Regions from separate parts of the Zea mays genome. Here region 1 is linked to region 2. A link is a contact called in public Hi-C data. All regions are on one chromosome and are shown on one strand. The core of a region is the stretch at or near the end of the contact, and the rest is flanking DNA. Distances in the headings are between cores, read along the strand shown.

Region 1 (4,564 bases), core at 2,004-4,503, 440 kb after region 2:
CCACCGCTGAGGCCGAGTATGTTGCCGCAGGACAGTGTTGCGCGCAACTACTTTGGATGAGGCAAACCCTCCGGGACTTTGGCTACAATCTGAGCAAAGTCCCACTCCTATGTGATAATGAGAGTGCTATCCGCATGGCGGATAACCTGTTGAACACAACCGCACAAAGCACATTGACATCCGACATCACTTTTTGAGAGACCACCAGCAAAAGGGAGATATCGAAGTGTTTCATGTTAGCACCGAGAACCAGCTAGCCGATATCTTTACCAAGCCTCTAGATGAGTCGACCTTTTGCAAGCTGCGTAGTGAGCTAAATGTCTTAGATTCGCGGAACCTGGATTGATTTATAGCATACATGTGTTTTATGCCTTGATCATGTTCCTTTATGCATTTTGTTCTTTATTTATGGTGCTCAAGTTGTACAAGCACTTCCCGGACCTCACAAGTCCATTTGCAAGTGATGCACATATTTAGGGGGAGATGTGCTACAACTTGACCCTTTGAGACTAACTGTGTGCTTGAGTTTGATTAATTTAGTCCCCAAAGGAGGTTTAAAAGGGAAAAGGTGGACTTGGACCATGCAAGACTTCCACTGCACTCCGATGAAAGAGTAATTGATTCCAAGTTCATCTTTGTACTCTTATTGCCTTTTTACTCTTAGTTGAAGATTTTGGTGAGGCAATGGGGTTAAAGGGCCAAAATTGATCCTGTTTTGGTGCTTGATGCCAAAGGGGGAGAAAATAAGGCCAAAGCAACAAATGGATCAGCTACCACTTGAGAATTTTGAAAATAGTAGAATAGAGCGTTTGGTTTGTCAAAAATCTCTTATTGTCTCTTTTGTCAGAAGTTGGCCTCTTGTGGGGAGAATGGTTGATTATGGGAAAAAGGGGGAATTTTTGAAATCTTTGATCAATTTCTCTTGGAACAACTCTCTTTATGTCTCAATAAGTGTGTTTGACTTAGAGATAGGAAATTGAGGTTTATTTGCAAAAACAAACCAAGTGGTGGCAAAGAATGATCCAAATATGCCAAATTTGAATCAAAACAAATTTGAGTTTTCATTTGCATTGATGTTGCACTTCTTTTAGTTGCTTTTTATTGTGTTGGCATAAATCACCAAAAAGGGGGAGATTGAAAGGGAAATGTGCCCTTGGGCCATTTCTAAGTATTTTGGTGATTAAGTGTCCAACACAAGTGCTTAAGTGTTAAATTGTGCCAAGGACTCAAGAAGTGCAAATCAAGATTAAAGGTATGTTTCTAGACTTAGTACATTGTTTTGAAGACTAATGTATTGTGTCTAAGTGCTAGAAATAGGAGAAACAATTTTGGAGAAGTTGGCTGTGTACAGCCAAAAGGCTGCTCGGACTGGGTGCACCGGACTGTCCGGTGGTGCACCGGACAGTGTCCGGTGCGCCAGGCTGGCATCTGCGAACTGGCCGCTCTCGGGAGATCGGCGGCGGCGTACGGCTAAAATTCACCGGACTGTCCGGTGAGCCAACAGTCGGCCCAGCCAACGGTCGGCCGCGTAATCCGCGCGCGACGCGTGGCAGAGCCAACGGTCAGAAGGGGGCACCAGACTGTCCGGTGTGCACCGGACAGTGTCCGGTGCGCCAACGGCTCGGAATCTGCAACGGTCGGCTTCGCCAAATAAGGAAAGAGATCCGCACCGGACAGTGTCCGGTGGTGCACCGGACTGTCCGGTGCACCAGGCGACAGAAGGCAAGAATTGCCTTCCTGGAATGCTCTCAACGGCTCCTAGCTGCCTTGGGGCTATAAAAGGGACCCCTAGACGCATGAAGGAGTACAACAAGCATTCTCTAAGCATTCCTAAGCACCAAGACTTCAATTCCGCGCATTCGATTCTTCGTGATAGCAACTAGAGCTCCATTTGAGTAGAGAACTCTTTGAGTTGTGTTGAGAGCTCTTGTTGTGACTTGTGTGCGTATTGTCGCTCTGATTTTGTGTCTTTTGTGCGTTGCTCGTCCCTCCATTACTCCGTGCTTCTTTGTGAACATCTTTGTAAGGGCGAGAGACTCCAAGTTGTGGAGATTCCTCGCAAGCGGGATATAGTAAAGTGAAAGCAAAACACTGTGGTATTCAAGTGGGTCTTTGGACCGCTTGAAAGGGGTTGAGTGCAACCCTCATCCGTTGGGACGCCACAACGTGGAGTAGGCAAGTGTTGGACTTGGCCGAACCACGGGATAAACCACTGTGCCATCTCTGTGTTGATATTCTTGTGGTTATCGTGTTTTGCAAGAACTCCTCTCTAGCCACTTGGATTTATTGTGCTAACTCCTAATCAAGTTTTTGTGGCATTAAGTTTCAAGTTTTACAGGATCACCTATTCACCCCCCTCTAGGTGCTCTCACTATGCCTCTAGCAAAGCCCGGTAAATGACACTCTAAATTTTATCGTTAGCAGTCGATCCCCTAAATGTGACGGACTCCAAACGTCTGCTATACATCGGCCGCTAGTGAATCCCGCGCCAACGCAGAGGTTTCTCTCTGTCTCCGTTCCCTTGGCAATTATCTCGCGTCGCTGGCGCGCTCACGACAAGGATGTCGGTCGACAACAACAAGGATGGGTGCGTAACCGTCGAGAACGCAGGCACAGTAGCCCGTCGGCGACGAAGCTGAGGGCACATGCGGCGACGACCCGGCTGCGACAACTTGGAATTTCAGCATATTGGAATTTCATCATCTAATTATTAAGTTATATATACCAATCAATTCAACCAAAATTTTAAGCTGATGGGAATGTGTGGATAATTCACTTATATTATAACACTCCTCTCACGTCAAGCCTTTTTGGGTCTCTGACACAGAATATAGGAGCGAACAACAATTATTTTATTTAATTGAGCGAACAATAATTATTTTATTTAATTGTGTTAGTCAGGATTTGAACTCGAGATCTCTACGTGATACCGTATTAAGTTACTGTACCCCAACCAATTTAATCCGAAAGATTAAACTGATGGAAATATATGGATAATTTACTTATATTATATTCTACATTCTAACACTAACAAATTGTTTGTTGCGTGATTGTTTGTTTGAGCCTTGTCAATGTTTGTGCTGTTGTCTTTGGTTCAAACAAACTTCCATTGATTTCGCTGTTTTAACAAATCTTCTTCTTATACGAAACTCGTGAGCCCCACACAGATTTCGTAGTAGAATCGACATGCACGAATCTCAGAGCTACCTTTCTAGAAGCCAGCTTGCCTCGTCGTCACCCCCAGGCCCCTGCGCGTCTTCATTCTTTCTCCCTGCCCCTGCCCTCGCCTGCTGAAGGAAGCCGCCTTTTTGGAGTTTGGACTCGGGAGGACAGCCTCCGCACTTTCCGTCCGTCGCGAGGAATTCCTGCCCGGGCGGGCGTAGAGCAGGTACGGCGCGTGGCTCGCAGCCAGCCTCCCAATCATTTCATTTGCTGTCCTTCCTCCCCCCTCTGGATCCGCCGTCTCTGTGCTGCGTCATTCCGATGCTCATGCTTTCCCCAGATCTCCCATGCTATCGTCTGACTCCTTGCCGACCGGAATCCGGCTCGGCCCACGCATGCGCTGAATGTGCAGGGCGAAGCATTCGTTGGGGACGAACGTTTAGGGCCGGGGATCGGGGAACACGAGGCTGCGCGTTGGCGCAAGCAAGCAAATTTTGGGTCCTAGCTTGAAGGACTGCCATCTTTTTTTTTGGTTGGTGAGCTACACATCAAATGTTAATCCCCCGTTTCCGTACTCTTATATTGTGCTTATTATTATTCTCTTGGGAAATTTGGATCCATACCATTAAAAGATCACCACTTTGGATCCATACCATTACTATCTCACTTACATGTGGGTCCACATGAGTCAATGACATGTGGGGTCCATGGTATATATCTAAAGTTTGGATCTTTTAATGGTATAGATCCAATTGTTCCTATTATCTTCTGTAATACTATAGCATTTATTCTGTCTGTACATAGGTGGGATCAAATTATCTGTTAAGGTTCCTTCGTTTATGATCTTTTACATCTATAATTTGCAACTCATCTCTTTGTTTGATTTGATTTGATTGCCCTGCCTGTTGATGGTGAAACTAGCGTCTGTTTGATAGAACGCATTTTTGCCGGCCAGCTCCACTCGAGAATTTGAAGGAATTTTACCAACGTGGGGAGCTGAATTTTTTTTCTGCTCCTCACATTTTCCACTCTCCACCCGCGCCTGACTGCAGCTGGCTGCGATCCCCCTATCTACCACCTGATTCATCTTTGTCTCCGTCGGTGCCGCCCTCTCCGCCAGCCTGACCCCAGGTAGCTTGCCAAACGGACACCTCGATTCACTTTACAATGGGAATCAATTCCCCAGAGAAAGGAGTTAAATTCTGGGATCCCATCGTCTAGGTTATAAGAAAAATTTCGAATATATATAGTTAACCAAAAACAACAATTGCCTTCGTGTAGACAATATGTTTACTTTATTTTCTGGGAGTGGGACATACCAGTTTTCTGTTCTCTTGTGGTTTACAATCATATGCACGCGATCTAAAGCTTAATGTTTTTTTTCATGAAACCACCCTCTTTT
Region 2 (4,661 bases), core at 192-2,691:
AAGAAAGAGATGTGGAGAGAAAGAAAAACAAGCTGCTCACTAGCAGGCACCTGAAAGTAGGCTGGTCACCAAGTCTAAGACAATTTCATTTTATAGAATGAAGAGATGAAACAAGTATTAAATGCATAGTTTATATAAAGGAGATATTTGATTTATATGGACTAAATTTTAGTTCCATCATTTTATTCTACTTTAGTCTTTAGATTATTAAACATAGAAACTAAAATAAATAGAGTTTTAGTTTCTATATTTGATAATTTAAATACTAAAATGAAATAAAATCGAACGACTAAAAATTAGTTATAGAAACGAAACACTCGTTGAGTAGACTTAACTAGCATAAAGCTTGCTGCGGCCTTTATTATTAAACTTGCTCTTAACTAGGTAGCGCCGGTCCCTTGGGGGAGATCTGAACACAAGCTGGACCGTCGGCTCACCGGCAGGCAGCCATGCGCATGTGTCCTGTTGTTTCGAGCATTAGCATTGATGGTGTATCTGTCCTGCCATCGCTGCGACGGCATCGGCAGTTCGGCACAGGTCAAGATTCCGGCGACCATTATTTGCGAAAAGCATGATCAAGATTTGGACAGATTTTCAGAAGAAGGGACGACGGGGGCATGCATGATTGCCCCCGCTGCTTGTGATTGGATCAACGCAAAGCGCACTCGCAGGCGACCCGCGCGATGCCTCGGTCATGGCCAACATGAGGACCTAAAAACACCTTGGAATTAGCACGAGGCGCCTTGCACTTGTTGAAAAGATACCCTCCGTCCGTCTCCGTCAGGGTGTTTTGGGCAGATCTGGAGTGGCAGTGGTAGTGGAGGACCGCTTCAATCCCGATGCGCCGTCAGTGCCCGTCGTGTACTGTACTCTCCGGTCTCGGCAGCATCGCATGCGAACCCTTTTTTTTTTCTTCTTTTTGGCAGGAGGTACCCTCGGCCAATGCGACGGATGCTGACGAATTGACGACGATGAATCTCTCTCTATCTATAAAATTCGATCGGTACATATCTACGCTCTCGATCATCGATGGGGCGCGATGGTTCATTACTGCGAAAGAAGAAGTACGGCCCAAACCACATAATTTGGGTAAAAGATTTATTAAGGCCCGCAGTGCGTTCCGGTTTTACAGCCACGGCCCACTGTTTCCCCCTCCTCCGGGCCCGCTATAGAAGTTCTTCCTTCTTCCAGTCACTCGGTCAGTCAGGATGCGGAATACTAAATGTCATTGGACCCCCCCTCTCTATTTCCTGGCTTCCGGGCCTAACCCAGGAAAGCCCAGCCCAACCCAATATTGATGCGTCTCGCTTTACCTCCCAGTTAAGCAACCGCCGTTGCCGAATGCCGCTGCACAGATTGCATCTCCGCTGGTCCACGCGTCCGCTCACGTGTCCCCGCAACCGCCCTTGATGGCTTAAAACGCTGACGGCCTGACCCCACCCGTTCCCCTCCCACGAAGCAAAGCAAAGCCAAAGCAATCTCAAGTGAATCAAACCGCCAGACTTCGCAGTCCTCCTCCCCACTACCAGAGCATGCGCGTTGCCGCGACCCGAGCCGCCGCCGCCGCTCACCCTCCGAGCGCCTTCCTGCTCCTCCTGTTACTCCTCGGTTGCGCGTCCCTCGCGATCGGAGGAGCAGCCATGGCCGGCCACGTCCTCGGCGGCGTGAAGGAGAACCCAGCCGCGGCCAACAGCGCCGAGTCCGACGGGCTCGGCCGCTTCGCCGTCGATGAGCACAACAGGCGCGAGGTCAGCGGCCTCTCCCTGGCCTTCCGTTGCTTCTCGATCGGTCTCCCTCCGGGTGCTCCGTGATTCGTTTGAATTCCTGTGCTGATCTGGGGGGGACGGTTCTGTCGATGCACATCTGTGCGCCTGGCTTCAGAACGCGCTGCTGGAGTTCGTGCGCGTGGTGGAGGCCAAGGAGCAGGTGGTGGCCGGCACGCTGCACCACCTCACGCTCGAGGCCGTCGAGGCCGGGAGGAAGAAGCTCTACGAGGCCAAGGTCTGGGTCAAGCCATGGCTCGACTTCAAGGAGCTCCAGGAATTCAGCCACAAGGGGGACGCCACCGCCTTCACCAACGCCGACCTCGGCGCCAAGCAAGGTTCGTGCTCCCGCTTATGAGATGGAGACATTGCTACCACTGTTGATGCGTCTGCATAGCGAGTACAAGGGCTGGAGCCTGGGTGGCCTGTGCAGTAGCGTGTTTGTAGAAATGCCTTAGTGCGGATTGTTTGACATGTGCAATTATTTCTTTTGGATGGAGGAAGCAAATCCTCAAGAGTAGTAAGAGGGTATGTGCTGATCTAGTTTGGAAAATGGTGAGTGTTCGTTTGAATTGTAGATCTCAATGGATTATAAGTAGACAACAGTAACCGGTGTGATCTTTATTACTTCATTATTTTGATTAATTGTGGAAAGTTGTGATGGGGGTAACCATTGCGAAACAAGAAGGGAAATGGCATTAGCATGATAGCATCCGATGTATCTTCTTAGGGTTTATTAGGTCATTAGTTGATTCGCTGAAAAATCTATTGGCACAAGTCATCCTTGCTAAATGCAGAAATGATGATAAGTTCCCTTCAAGCACATAGTGGGCCTGAAACTCTTGCTGGAGCGGGTTGAAATCATCTTTTGGAAGACCTAGTTTGCAAACATATGTGGACGCTCGTCTTAGCATTACTACTAGTTACAGCCTTACGTGATTCAGGCTGTGAGTTTTAACTGTCTGAAGCCTCAAGTGTAATAAGTTTAAGTCACATCGTTTACAAGAGTTATGGCTTGGAAGTCCTATATGTTACTTACACAAGTGCTTTGGATAACCAGGAATAATGATAGCTTAGAGGTCCAATTGATATGATCATACACAAAGTAACTTGATAGGCGACACAAGCCAGATTGGTATACTGATACACAAGGCAAGGTTCTTGGAAATGAAATGGACCCACCCACCAACGCACATACACACAAATCTATAGCATAACTGAGTCAAACCATTGCTAAATGGCGAGCATTGATCCATGTTTACTGCTTTGCTCAGTTGTATTTAGGGACCATGGATGCTGATATGTTTGATTACTTGGAGTTTGTTCTTGTTTTATTTGTTGTTTAATTTTGAAACTGGACATACATTCAGTTGATCACTTGTCAGGAAAGCTGAAAATTCACAAAAGTGCCCCACCTTAACTTCAGCCCTAGTCACGGTGCGCTGGCTTTTGTTTTCCATCTTTGTCTTGATGTCCTGATGTTGAGAGGATGCAAATTTTAATGATGCGTAACAATTAACCACACATTCAGTAAATTGTCACTAGAGAAGTGGTAACTGGCCTTTCGATCACTGGCACTCCTTTTGTCTCGGTATCTTGATTGTGGCGCGCATGTTAGAACCTAAGCTGGAGATTTTTTTTAACATATATGTTCTTTAAAAATTCTAAGTTGGCATTTAACCGACGATACTACAGGTGGACATGAGCCTGGTTGGCGTGAGGTTCCAGTAGAGGATCCTGTGGTCAAAGATGCTGCACACCATGCTGTGAAATCGATCCAAGAGAGGTCCAACTCCCTGTTTCCCTACGAACTTCTCGAGATCCTTCGTGCCCATGCACAGGTTAGTTTCTGCAAAATGGATCTTAAGACCCCCAAGCCCTTTCCCAAATATTGCCAGTTATGGATCAAGGTTCACGCTACTTTTTTCTTTGAGTAGGTTGTGGAAGACTTTGCAAAATTTGACATTCTGATGAAACTGAAGAGAGGCAGCAAGGAGGAGAAGATCAAAGCCGAGGTCCATAAGAGCCTGGAAGGGGCCTTTGTGCTAAACCAGCATCAGCCGGCGGAGCATGATGAGTCGAGCAGCCAGTGAACTGACGTAACTGTGTGAGCTGTAGTAGTAACGTACTTCGTGTTACGTAGAAGAATAAGGAGAAAACGACCAATCCGGTTTTATCTGGATGTCATGTATGGTCGACGGTCGTTGCTGGCTTGGCTTCCGAACGCAGCAGGCATACTGGTGCTGGAAGACGGTACCTGCTGTCGCACTTGCCGTTATAATAGGCATTGGAACTTGTCGATTTCGGGAGCTGATCTGTTTGTACCGTATTGTTTATTTATAATATGATGGATCGTATGTTGATATATGGTATCCCACACTACCCTTCGGTTGCTTATGATCATAGTATGCCAAGTTAGCTTAAGGTGCCAATGTCACCATCACATACGTATCTTCAAATTATTCTCCCGCGCACTGGTTTTTTGGTGTGAACATGCATGCCAGCTCCAGGTAGAAGACAATGCCCCTGTTTGGTTGGGATTCTGGGCGGCTTCTGGTCGCCAGAAGCTGAAGCCGCGACCAAACGCCTAACTTCTGGGCAGCTTCTGGCGGTCGCGCTTCCCACAGAAGCCGCCCGCGTTTAGGAAACCCAAAAGCCGCCCGACCGACGCTTCCGCTGCAAGCCGGGCTATTCGCGAGGGTTTCCACCACCGCCCGAGCGACGCGTCGTCTCCGAGCCTCAGCTCTCTGCCTCGGCTGCCGCCTCCTCCTCCGCCGCATCGGGTCGGGGACCTCCACCACACTCCCCTCCGCGGCATTCGCTTCTCAGGTACATTCCTCCATTCCGTTCCGTATCCGCTCGTCCCCGGCTGCCTCGTTTCGCAAACCTCCCTGACCG

Evidence for each region. Hi-C and Micro-C count contacts between places; a contact is called where the count stands out from the background.
Region 1: a Hi-C map of ear shows a contact between it and region 2, with 2.7 times the contacts expected there. The contact joins the promoter of CNR5 here to the promoter of LOC732753 in region 2. A contact is called at or near these places in 2 of 25 Hi-C or Micro-C datasets (ear and tassel).

What each region holds. Positions count from the first base shown.
Region 1 is chr8:4,096,111-4,100,674 of Zm-B73-REFERENCE-NAM-5.0, forward strand. CNR5 (Cell number regulator 5) reads left to right here and starts at 3,254. Exons shown (of 5, transcript NM_001138613.2): 1 at 3,254-3,388; 2 at 3,575-3,698.
Region 2 is chr8:3,658,113-3,662,773 of Zm-B73-REFERENCE-NAM-5.0, forward strand. It overlaps LOC732753 (cystatin 4), which reads left to right and starts at 1,442. Exons shown (of 4, transcript NM_001308502.1): 1 at 1,442-1,748; 2 at 1,882-2,101; 3 at 3,459-3,604; 4 at 3,701-4,128. The coding sequence starts at 1,533. The coding sequence ends at 3,856.